2 separate regions of the Pan troglodytes genome follow, and region 1 is linked to region 2. Evidence: chromatin contacts called from public capture Hi-C data. All regions are on one chromosome and are shown on one strand. The core of a region is the stretch at or near the end of the contact, and the rest is flanking DNA. Distances in the headings are between cores, read along the strand shown.

Evidence for each region. Capture Hi-C pulls out chosen DNA fragments and counts their contacts.
Region 1: a contact with region 2 is called in a capture Hi-C map of stem cell-derived neural stem cells, with 2.8 times the contacts expected there. The contact joins two enhancer-like sites. A contact is called at or near these places in 1 of 7 Hi-C or Micro-C datasets (stem cell-derived neural progenitor cells), 1 of 1 datasets of contacts at active chromatin or transcription factors (stem cell-derived excitatory neurons) and 1 of 1 other capture datasets (stem cell-derived neural stem cells).

The regions. Positions count from the first base shown.
Region 1 is chr21:38,245,601-38,251,029 of NHGRI_mPanTro3-v2.0_pri, forward strand. CCM2L (CCM2 like scaffold protein) reads left to right here. Exons shown (of 9, transcript XM_016937652.4): 7 at 3,626-3,755; 8 at 4,331-4,469. The coding sequence ends at 4,433. Among named protein-coding and RNA genes, the nearest start is that of CCM2L, 18 kb to the left of the region's middle. Within about 2 kb of position 3,636, at least 3 of the 24 cell types and tissues checked have an H3K27ac peak or open chromatin away from gene starts, as enhancers often do. A contact at or near this core is called in stem cell-derived neural stem cells, where this site is marked.
Region 2 is chr21:38,055,016-38,060,621 of NHGRI_mPanTro3-v2.0_pri, forward strand. No RefSeq gene overlaps it. Among named protein-coding and RNA genes, the nearest start is that of FOXS1, 7.1 kb to the right of the region's middle. Within about 2 kb of position 1,401, at least 7 of the 24 cell types and tissues checked have an H3K27ac peak or open chromatin away from gene starts, as enhancers often do. A contact at or near this core is called in stem cell-derived neural stem cells, where this site is marked.

The DNA of each region.
Region 1 (5,429 bases), core at 2,386-4,885, 190 kb after region 2:
CTCCTATGTCAGCCTCTCAAGTAGCCGGGACCACAGGCATGCACCACCGCACCCAGCTAATTTTTTTGTTATTGTAGAAATAAGGTCGCTCTATGTTGTCCAGGCTGGTCTTGAAGCCTGGGCTCAAGCAGTCCTCCTGCCTTGGCCTCCCAAAGTGCTGGGATTACAGGCGTGAGCCACAAATTTTTTTTTCTTTTTTTTTGTCTTGCCTGAAACACACAGTTTACAAAATATTCCCTCACATGTTTCCTCATCTGCTGTTCCCAAGGCCCCCATGAGGTAGGTGGGGGGTGGTATTGTCCCCAAGTCGGGGAAGTTGAGGATCAGGAGAGGCGAGGGGAGTTCCCCAGGGTCTGTTGTGTGTTGGTGTCAGGGGCAGGACTAGACTTCAGGCTGAGACTGAGGGTGGGGCCTCAGGGAGCAGGGGATGCTGATCCCTGCTTTGCTGCCTCTGACAGTCCCTCTGTCTGCTGGTCCCAGGTGAGAGCTGCCACACAGATGGGACGTATGCCTATGACGCTGACTTCAGCTGCTGCAGCTCCTTGTGAGTACAGCCCCTGTCAGGGACTCCACCCTGCTCCCTTACCCCTGCACAAACAGGGTGACTAGAGAGGGTAGGAGAAGGTGACCCAACCTTGATGTGTGCTGAGACACTGGGCACTAAGAGGGGGAGGTAAACTGAGCTCCCTGACTCTGGAAACTCACAGGATCCAGACCCTTGAGAGACCCAGGAGACACCAGAACTCAGATGTGGGTCCACACAGTCCTGTGGTTCTCTCCCAGTCATCCAGGCACAGTGGTCTGCAGAAACCAAAATCATAGCTACATGCCAAAAAAATTATCTTGGCTTAATTTTGGTTCCATGTAATAGAAAATCCCCAAAAAGAGTATCTTAAGCAAGATAGAACTTTTTTTTCTTATATTTGACATAAAATAGAGCAGCAATTCAACATTTCATGGTTGTTAGGAGCTCAGGCTTCTCTTTTCCTTCCCTACCCTCTTCAGGACTTGCAGCCATCCTCAAGGTCACCTCATGGACTGAGATGGTGGTTGTAGCTCCAGCCATCACAGTAGCATGCTAAGGGGCCTCTTTAAAGAGTTTTGCCAGATTCCCACCTGATGACTTCTGCTTATATCTCATAGGCCATAACTTGGTCACATAGCCATCACTAGCTGCAAGCAAAGCTGGAAAATTTAGGATTAAAAAAATATATTTCAGGCTAGATGCGGTGGCTCGCACCTGTAATCCCAACAGTTTGGGAGGCTGAGGCAGGTGGATTGCTTGAGCCTGGGAGTTCCAAACCATCCTGGGCAACATGGCGAAACCCCATCTCCACCAAAAATACAAAAATTAGCCAGGTATGGTGGCGCACACTTGTGGTCCCAGCTACTTGGGAGGCTGAGGCAGGAGAATGGCGTGAACCCAGGAGGCGGAGCTTACAGTGAGCTGAGATTGCGCCACTGCACTCCAGCCTGGGCGACAGAGTGAGACTCTATCTTAAAAAAAAAAAAAAAAAAAAAAAAAAAAAAATTCAGGCCAGTCATGGTGGCTCACGCCTGTAATCCCAACACTTTGGGAGGGCAACGCAGGAGGATCACTTGAGCCCACAAGTTTGAGACCAGTCTGGGCAACATAGGGAGACCCTGTCTCTATTGAAATAAATAAATAAACAAACAAATAAAATTTTAAACAATTCAGTTGGGAACATTACCCAGGGTTCTGTTTAGGGTGACCAGCCATCTCAGTTTGCTCAGGAATGAGGGGTTCCCCCGGATATGGGATTTTCAGTGCTAAAACCAAGAAAGTCCTGGGTTACTGGTTGATTACCTAGTTATATTACTAAGGGCTTCAGTTTGGCATGTAGCAGTCTCTGCCAGTGATATATGTCTTATTGTTTTTTTCCTTTTTAGTAGCAATAGATTTGCCTTCCTCATACTGTATGCCCTTAGGCTAGTCTTTAAACAACCAGATATCTACTGAAGAGATAAAATAGTGATAATAGCGTTTGAACATTGAACTTGCTATGTACTAAGTGCTGTTCTATAAAGCACTTTATTTTTTCATCAACATAGTAACATTACAGCAGCTACTGTTTATTGCTTATAGCCCATAATTCTAAGTGTTCTACAAATATTAACTCCTCTAATTCTCATGATGACACTAATTATTATTATCCCATTATACAGATGGAAAAATTGAGAAATAGAGAAATTAAGTTTAGTTTTCCCAAGGTCAAGCACCTAGTAAGTTGTAAGTATGGGATTTGAACAGAAGAAGGCTGGCTCCAGAATCCAGTCCTTATACCACAAAGCTACACGGCTTCTTTGTAGGTAATAATGGAGGATGGTTCTGGAACAATTTAGAGACAAGGAGGCAGGAGCCTAAGGTTGAGTTTTTATTAAGCAATATTTCTTGAGTACCTCCTATGTGCCAGGCACTCTGCTGTGTGCTGGGGATACAGATGGACACAAGACAGAGGGCAAAACCTGGGCCTGGCACATAGTAGGTGTTCAACAAATGAAGAAAACCAAAGTCCCTGCTCTTGTCAAGTTTACAGTCTAGCATAGGAGGCAATGAAATCACAATTTAACAGTAACAATCATTAATGGTAATAAGTACTAAAGGGAGGCTCAGGGTGCTATAAGAGAGGCAGAGGGGGACCGCAACTCAGCTGGAGAGTCAGGAGGGCCTCTCGAGGTGATGGCACATGAACTGAGGCCTGGAGGATGAAAGGGGGAAGAGTGTTCCAGGTAGACGGAACAGCAAATGTAAGAATCCTGAACTAACCAGGCGTGGTGGCTCACGCCTGTAATCCCAGCATTTTGGGAGGCTGAGGTGGGCAGATTGCTTGAGGTGAGGCATTTGAGAGCAGCCTGGACAAACATGGTGAAACCCTGTCTCTACTAAAAATACAAAAATTGGCTGGGTGGCACATGCTTGTAGTCCCAGCTACTCAGGAGGCTGAGGCATGAAAATTGCTTGAACCCGGGAGGCGGAGGCTGCAGTGAGCCAAGACCGCACCACTGCACTCCAGCCTCAGTGACAGAGCAAGAATCTGTCTCAAAAAAAAAAAAAAAAAAATTTTGAACAGGATAGAGCTTAGTGGGTTTGAGGGTCAGCAGGTGGCCACTGTGGCTGTGGCAAATGGTGTGAGGGAGAGAGTGGTCAGAGAGGATGCTTGGGGGTACCTGGAAAGGCCATGCATGTCACAGGTAGGCCATGGACTGAGGGAGCATGTTCAACAGAGGTTCTAACCCAACCTAGGGGAATTAGAGAACACTCTCCTGAGGAGATGACATTTAAGATCACGGGATGAGTAAGAGTTAGCTGTGCAAAAGGGAGGGGAAAGGAGGCAATCCAGGCAGAGGGACCAGCAGGTGCAAACACCCAGAGGTGAGGAGATAGTAGAGGAAGAAGGAGAAGGGGGGTGGGGGGCGCGAAGCACAAAGAGCAAAGGCAAAGGCAAGCACAGTGACAGATGAGACTTGAGAGGTGCCAGGGGCCAGGGTGTGCGAGGCCTTGGAGGCCAGCATGCAGTCTAGGATGAGGCCTCCTACCTTCAGCCTGCCTGAGGGCCAGGAGCTGGAGGGAGGTGAGTGAAGGCCCTTCTTCCCATGCCTGCAGCAATGGCTCCCAGGACACCTTTGAAGCATGTTACAGCGGCACGTCCACACCTTCTTTCCATGGCTCCCACTGCAGCGGCAGCGACCACAGCGGTCTGGGCTTGGAGCAGTTACAGGATTACATGGTCACGGTGAGCTGGGGCCGGTGGTGGGAATGGCACAAGCAAAAGCCTGGAGGCTGGAGTAAACATTTTGGGAATGGCACATTGCCCTGGACATAACCTAAGCAGAAGACATCAGAGGTCAGAGCAGGAGATGAGGTTAGGAGAGTAAACTGAGGCCAGCTTGTGAAAGGCCTTAACTAACGTCAGCTGGCATTAATTGAGTGCCTGCTGTATACCAGGCACCATTCTAAGCACCTTTCATGCATTATTTCTTTTAATCTTTTCAACAACCCCAAGAAGAAAATACCATCATTATCCTCACTTTGCAGATGAGAAAAGCAAGCATCATGGAGGTTGTCACCTACCCAAGATCACAGAGCTGATCCAGTGAAGGGGTCAAGATTTGCACTCAGGCAGCTTGAGTCCACATCCTATTCTTAAATGCAGCCTAAGGGATCTAGATGTCCTCTGAATAGCCCATGGGAAGGTTTTCAGAGGAGAGCTGGGCCAAACATGCCCTTAGGGAAGGCTCTGGGCCTTTCAGGCAGGGGTTGGATGGTGCTGCTTCCTGGGATTGATCTCGAATGGTGTCCCCCACATAGTTGCGGAGTAAGCTGGGGCCCCTCGAGATCCAGCAGTTTGCGATGCTGCTGCGGGAGTACCGGCTGGGGCTGCCCATCCAGGACTATTGCACAGGCCTGCTGAAGCTCTACGGAGACCGGCGCAAGTTCCTCCTCCTTGGTGAGCCCCCGCTGTACCCCCAGAGGTCAGCTAGGGCCCCTGCTTGGTCCATGCCATCCCAGTCAGGCACCAGGCTGCAAATGTTTTCTCCTTATCTTTCAGCCTCTGATGAAACCCAGATCATGAGATTCACAGGGCAGATGAGGAGCCCAAAGTGCAGAGTAGGGAAAGGACTTGTCAGAGCTGGGAGACACTGTTGATAAGAAGAACTAAGCAGTGGTGTGGCCATTTCATCCTCACAGCAAAGCTGCGAGAGGGACTGATTCTTCCCATCTTACCCCACACGGAAGCTGAGGCTCAGAAAGGCTAAGGAACATGTCCAAGGTCACACAGCTAGTAAGGAGGGCTAATAATAACAGGAGGAATAATACGAATAAGCTGACATGTGCTTGGCAGTTACCCTGCGCCAAGCATCATCTCATTAAATGCCCCCAGTTCTGAGAAGTAGATACTATTATTGGTCCCCATTTTGCAGGTGAGGAAACTGAGACTCAGAGTTACAAAGTAAAGGACTGAGGTACATAGCTAGTAAGTAGGAATGGAAATAAAACAAACTGTTTACAGAGTGCTCAGTATGTGCTGAGTACCTTGTTATTTAATCCTCACATCCCTACCCAGAGAACAGGTGCAATTATCTGTTTTACAGGTGAGGAAAATGAGGTTCAACATAATTAATCAATGGGAATATAATGATGGTACATAATAACAAAAATAGGCCTGGCGAGGTGGCTCACACCTGTAATCCCAGCACTTTGGGAGGCTGAAGCTGGCGGATCACCTGAGGTCAGGAGTTCAAGACCAGCCTGGCCAACATGAAACCCTGTCTCTACTAAAAATACAAAAATTAGCAGGGCGTGGTGGTGTGCGCCTGTAATCCCAGCTACTTGGGAGGCTGAGGCATGAGAATCTCTTGAACCCGGGAGGCGGAGGCTATAATAATAATAATAAAAGTACAGTAAT
Region 2 (5,606 bases), core at 151-2,650:
ACTGAGAAGTGGGACTGGCCTGTGGGAACAGAGAGGTTCCAGCAGGAAGAGCAGAGACAGCAGTTAACATGCATCGAGCACCTGCCGGCTGCTGGCCCTGGGCGCCGCATTGTGTTGATGATCACATCGGCTGCACACGGTGACGCTGCGAGGTGTTGTGTCCATTTCTCAGAGTGTGGAGCCAAGTCTCAGAGAGGTTCAGCCACTTGCTCAGGGCCACATAGTCAGTGGCAGAGCCAGGATTTGTACCCAGATGGTCTGGGCCCAGAGGCCCTGCTCTTCACCACTGCCTGCCTCCTGAGAAACCTTAGGCTTGTTCATCCCATCTCTCTCCTGCCTCCATGAACACTGGTCCTCACTGCGATCCCCGCCCTGCTTGAGCTGGGGAGTTCAGAGTCCGGTTGCAGCAGTATCACTTGGGGTGGTGAATGGGTGACTCTGAAGTCTGAGCCTGACTCGCAGTCTGGGGCTTGGGGGTCCTGGGGAACCTGGCTTGGGCTCTTGGTGGGAGGTGCGCTTATAGGCAGGGCCCCTAGGGCTGTGGATTCCTGCCTGCCTGCCCGTCCGCCACCTGCCAGCTGGGCCAGGCCTGCGGTTTCCTCTGAGTGGTTTTCTTGGCCTCGCTGGCCCCCACCCAGGCTGAGCCTCGGCCACACAGCATGTTGATGAGGGATGAGTCACCACCGTGGGGGGAGGGAAGGAAATGAAGTCCAGCCACAGCAGAGATCCAGGGCCTGGATCCAGCTGGGGAAACCGAGGCCAAGATGGGGAAGGTCCCTCATCAGAGACAGTAACAGCTGGAACTAGAACCCAGGACTCCTGACTCCCAGTGCACGCCTCAGTTTCCCCCTCTGTAATATGAAGTTGATAACCTCGGCTCTTTTCTCCTCTGCCACTCCTAGGGCCATTGTGACAGTTGAGAGACGGGATGGGGTGCTCATGCACCATATTTTACAGGTGAAAAAACAGGTTCAGAGAGGGAAAGTGACTTGGCCAAGGCTACACAGCAAATTAACATGTCCTGTGCAAGAAGCCCATTCAGAACCCAGCCCCACCCCTTCCCAGGAGCACACCTTAGAAAGCTCTTTATGGTTATCAGGTGCTTCCTCTGGGCCTCCCCTCGTCCCCAGAGGCAGAGAGTATAGATTCGATAATGTGGAAGGGGGAATGTGGGTTCAGAGAGACCTTGTTCCCACTGAGGGCCACGGAGCACACTCAGGGCAAAGCTGCAGCCACGGCCCCTGTGGACAGCTGGGTCTGCCTCTCTGCAGGCTTAGGCCCCAGCCCCATTGCTTTCAAGAACGCTCCCATCCCTGGCAGCTACAAGAAAGAAAGATTTTTCACGCTAGGAGCTGCCCTGATGGAGGGCGGGAGACCATAGCTGGTTTGGGACTGCCAAGCTGGACCAGGACTGAGCAAGGGTTCCCAGGGCATCAGTTCTCTGGGTGTTAGGCTGAGCTTCCCTGACCCTTGCATGGTTTGCTGTGCCCACCACAGGCACCAGGGCCATGGGCCCCTCCTGCTCAGTGTCCATCTCAACGCTGATGCTGTGTTCTTCCCCTGCAAGGCACCTCTGTGCCTGCCCCTGAACGGGGTCCTGGGCCCTCTTTGTAAGCTAAGAAGGGTTAATTAACACTGTCAATGGGAGCGCTCCTCCCAGTTGGTCCCAGCCCAGAGAGCTTTCCTCCAAGACCATTTCCTGCCTCAAGGCCTTAGCCAGGCCCACAGTGACCACCCCCCATGGGTCTGGAAGCCACTAAGGCCACATCTGGTTTGGATTACATCAGGGCTGGTGACGCTGCCTTTTCCTGTCTGGGTCCAGTGGCCTTGTATTCCACTGGCCACCTTGGACCCAACAAGACAGTGGTAGGTAAAGATTCAGCCAGTGAGAGGGCTGCGCCGAGGGCATGGAGGAGCCAGGGCTGTCCTGAAGGATGTGCCCACCTGGACCATCTCCTACCTATGAAGCTGCCTATGCATCTGTTTCTTCCTTCATGTTAATGGGTAATATTTATTGGCCACCAGGCACTATACCAAGTGATTCCCATCAATTAACTTATTTTGTCCCCACCCTATGAGTAGGTATTTTCATTATCAACATTTCACAGATGAGGAAACAGGCACAAGGAGTGTATGGACAAGTCCATGGGCTCCCAGCTGATGAATAGGGGAATCAGGATGTGAGGCAGGCCATCTGACTTCCCACACAGCAACCACTTCACAACCATTTGTTGAGCCGAGCTCTGGGCCTGGCCCCCAGCGAGAGCCTGGGGATGAATGAGTCATGGCCCTTGCCCTTGGGGAGCTCACAGCCTCTGGAACCCCAGTGGGAGGATGGGGATCAGGGTGAAGCTGGAAGGAATCTCATGAAACCATGAGAACAGGAAGGAGACGCTAACCCCTATTCTCTTCTCTTCAGTGGGAGTCACATCCAAGCTGAGGGCACACAAGGAGCAGGGCTTTTCCAGACAGAGAGTGAGGAGGGTGTTCCAGGCAGAGGGGACTGCTTGCTGTCCAGAGACTTGCAGCTGAGTATAAGCTCATCTTGGAGCAGGCCAGTAGGGCTTTTGCATGAGACGAAGCAGGAAATAGGTCTGGAGAAGTTAGCAGGAGCCCGAATGGCAGGCTGACCTGGGACAATGGGGCGCTGTGGAAGGGAGGTCAGAGATCCATGCTTACAAAGGATCCCTGCAGCCAGGGAGGTCAGTGAATGGGAGAGAGAGGCTGGAGGCAGGGACACCCGGTGGAGGCTGAGCCATGTCTGCTTGAGAGGCTGTTAACTGTGGGGAGGAGATGGGGGAGATGCGTCTAGACAGATAGGCTGATGACAGAGAGATTGGGTTCCAGGTCAGACAGAACAGGGTTCGTACCTACTTATTTGCCCTCCCTGAGCCTCAGTTTCCTGTCTGTAAAATGGGGTAAGAATCGTACCTGCTTCCCAGGATAATGAGAAAGTTACATGGGATCTGTAGGTGGAGCCTGGTACAGGCTACTGAGCTTATGTTTTTTTCACAACTATTTCTCCGGCTCTGGCTATGTTCCAGACACTGCCCTAGGTGCTGGAGACAAGCAATGAATAGACAAAAATTCCTGGCCTGGTGAAGCTTCATGCCAGTGGGGGAGACACACTGAATGGCAATAATGAATTTAGAATGTGTTAGTGGTGGGGGAAATGGGGAATGTGGTGGCCAGGCAGGGCTTCTCTGAGGATATTTGAACAGAAACTGGAGGATATGAGGGAGTGAAGCCTGTGGACATTCACGGAAGATAAGGCAGAACCAGTGTACAGGCTGCTTGGAGTGAGTGAGGGGGAAGGAAGGAGGAGCTGGGGCCAGACCACAGTGGCCCTTGCCTATTAACGAAACAGGGAGCCTTGTTGGGGAGGTCTTTGAGAATTTTTTTTTTTTTTTTGAGACATAGTCTTGCTCCATCGCCCAGGCTGGAGTGCAGTGGCGTGATCTCAGCTCACTGCAACTCTGTCTCCTGGGTTCAAGTGGTTCTCCTGCTTCAGCCTCCCGAGTAGCTGGGATTACAGGTGCCCGTCACCATGCCCAGCTAATTTTTTGTGTTTTTAGTAGAGACGGGGTTTCACTATGTTGGCCAGGCTGGTCTCGAACTCCTGACCTCAGGCAATCCACCAGCCTTGGCCTCCCAAAGTGCTGGGATTATAGGCGTGAGCCACCCTGCCCAGCCTTGAGATTTAATTCATGGCAAATGAATGAATGGTGACCATGACTCCATCCATCCACTCCTAAACCTTCATGGAGGGACTACTATGTGCTAGTCATCGAGTTAGGGAAGATGACAAAACGCATAAGGCAGACCCAACCCTTGGCCCCTGAAGTTTACATTCTAAGGCAGAGACACAATAAAACATGAGTACATGTGCACATGCGTAATTCTACATTGCAGCAGATGCTATGTCAGCAACATAAATGGGATGCAGAGGGAGAATAATCTGGGGGCATCCAATTAGATAAGGAAGTGCAGGAAGTCTTCTCAGAGAAGGTGATGTGATGTAGGTGGTAGACGTAGAGAGGCAGCCAGTGGGGGCAAAGGGGCCAGTGGGGGCAAAGGGAACAGCTGCTGCAAAGGCCTAGAGATGGAAAAGAAACTCACGGGGAGGCAAGTGTCCTAAGGGAGTGGGAGGGTCAGCCCTCTCTTGTTTGTATGCTCAGGGCAACCTCAAAACTGGCCCTGAGGGCTGTGGTCAAGAGGAGGCAGCCCTGGCCTTTCCCGGGACACCAGGCTGGCTTCTGGCTGACAGTGGCCTGTTTTTAGCCGTGGAACCGTTTCCTTCTGCCCCACCAGCTGCCTCCCTGAGTCACCACCTAGTACCAGAAGGGTGGGAACAAGAGATTAGGCACCTCTGGACCTGTGAAGATGTGGGTTTTGCCCTGTGTGAAGGGAGAGATGGAGAGGACTATGCTGAGGGCATGAGGTCCTCCAACGGAGTTGTTTTATTAATTCTAATTTCATTCCTGTTGACTGAATTGTACAGGTAGTGTGCAGGACAAGGCTTTCCACATACCAGTCCTGGGGACTGGAATCATTGCTCCCATTTTACAGATGAGGAAACTGAGACTCAGAGAGGTGAATCCACTTGCTCAAGGTCACACAGCAAGGAAGTGAAGATGCCAGGAACCGAGTCAAAAGCCTTGTCTGTGTAACAGTCCTTCCTTCCCCTAAATTCTGTCCTCCTGCCTCCACAGCAGCTAGACACTCTTCTGGGGCATAAATCAGGTTAAGGGAGACATGTCCAGTACCCAAATACCTATTTATTGTACTTAAGAAACACTTATTTTATTTTTTGAGACAGAGTCTCACTCTGTCACTCAGGCTGGAATGCAGTGGCATGATCTCAACTCACAGCAAACTCTGCCTCCCAGGTTCAAGCGATCCTCCTGCCTCAGCCTCTCGAGTAGCTGAGACTACAGGCATGTGCCACCACACCCGGCTAATTTTTGTATTTTTTGTAGAGACAGGGTTTTACCCTATTGGCCAGGCTTGTGTTAAACTCATGACCTCAAGTGATCCTCCCGCCTTGGCCTCCCAAAGTGCTGGGATTACAGGTGTGAGCCGCCGCACCCGGCCAACAAATACTGATATTGTAGCTGCCATGTGCCAGACCCTGTTCTAAGCACTTTGCCAGTATTAACTCATGTAATCCTCACAATAACATCATGGGGGTAGGTACTGTTAGGGTCCACATTTTACAGATGGGGGGAACCCAGAAAGGGGAAGCAACTTGCCCAAGGTCACACAGTTAGGACGTGGCGCCTGGTCCATGGGTGGATGGAAGTCTGGGTGTGGAAGGGATGTTTTGGCTGAGGCCTGGATTCCTGGATTGCATACTCTCCCAGCAGGCGGCATGCCAGGCTGGCCGATACAACCTCCCGGCTTTTTCTCATCACTGTGGCAGCCTTGCAGGGCCCTGCCCTCCAAGGGAGAGGGTCTCCTTCCCCTCGGCCAAGGCACTGTCTGGGTTGTGGGCAGGAGTGCCTAACTCTGGGCCATGGAATGCCATAAACCAGGGAAGGAAGGGGGTGGGCAGAGAGCAGGCTGGAGATAAGGCATCGGGGAGGAGGGGCTGGCTAAGGCCAGCC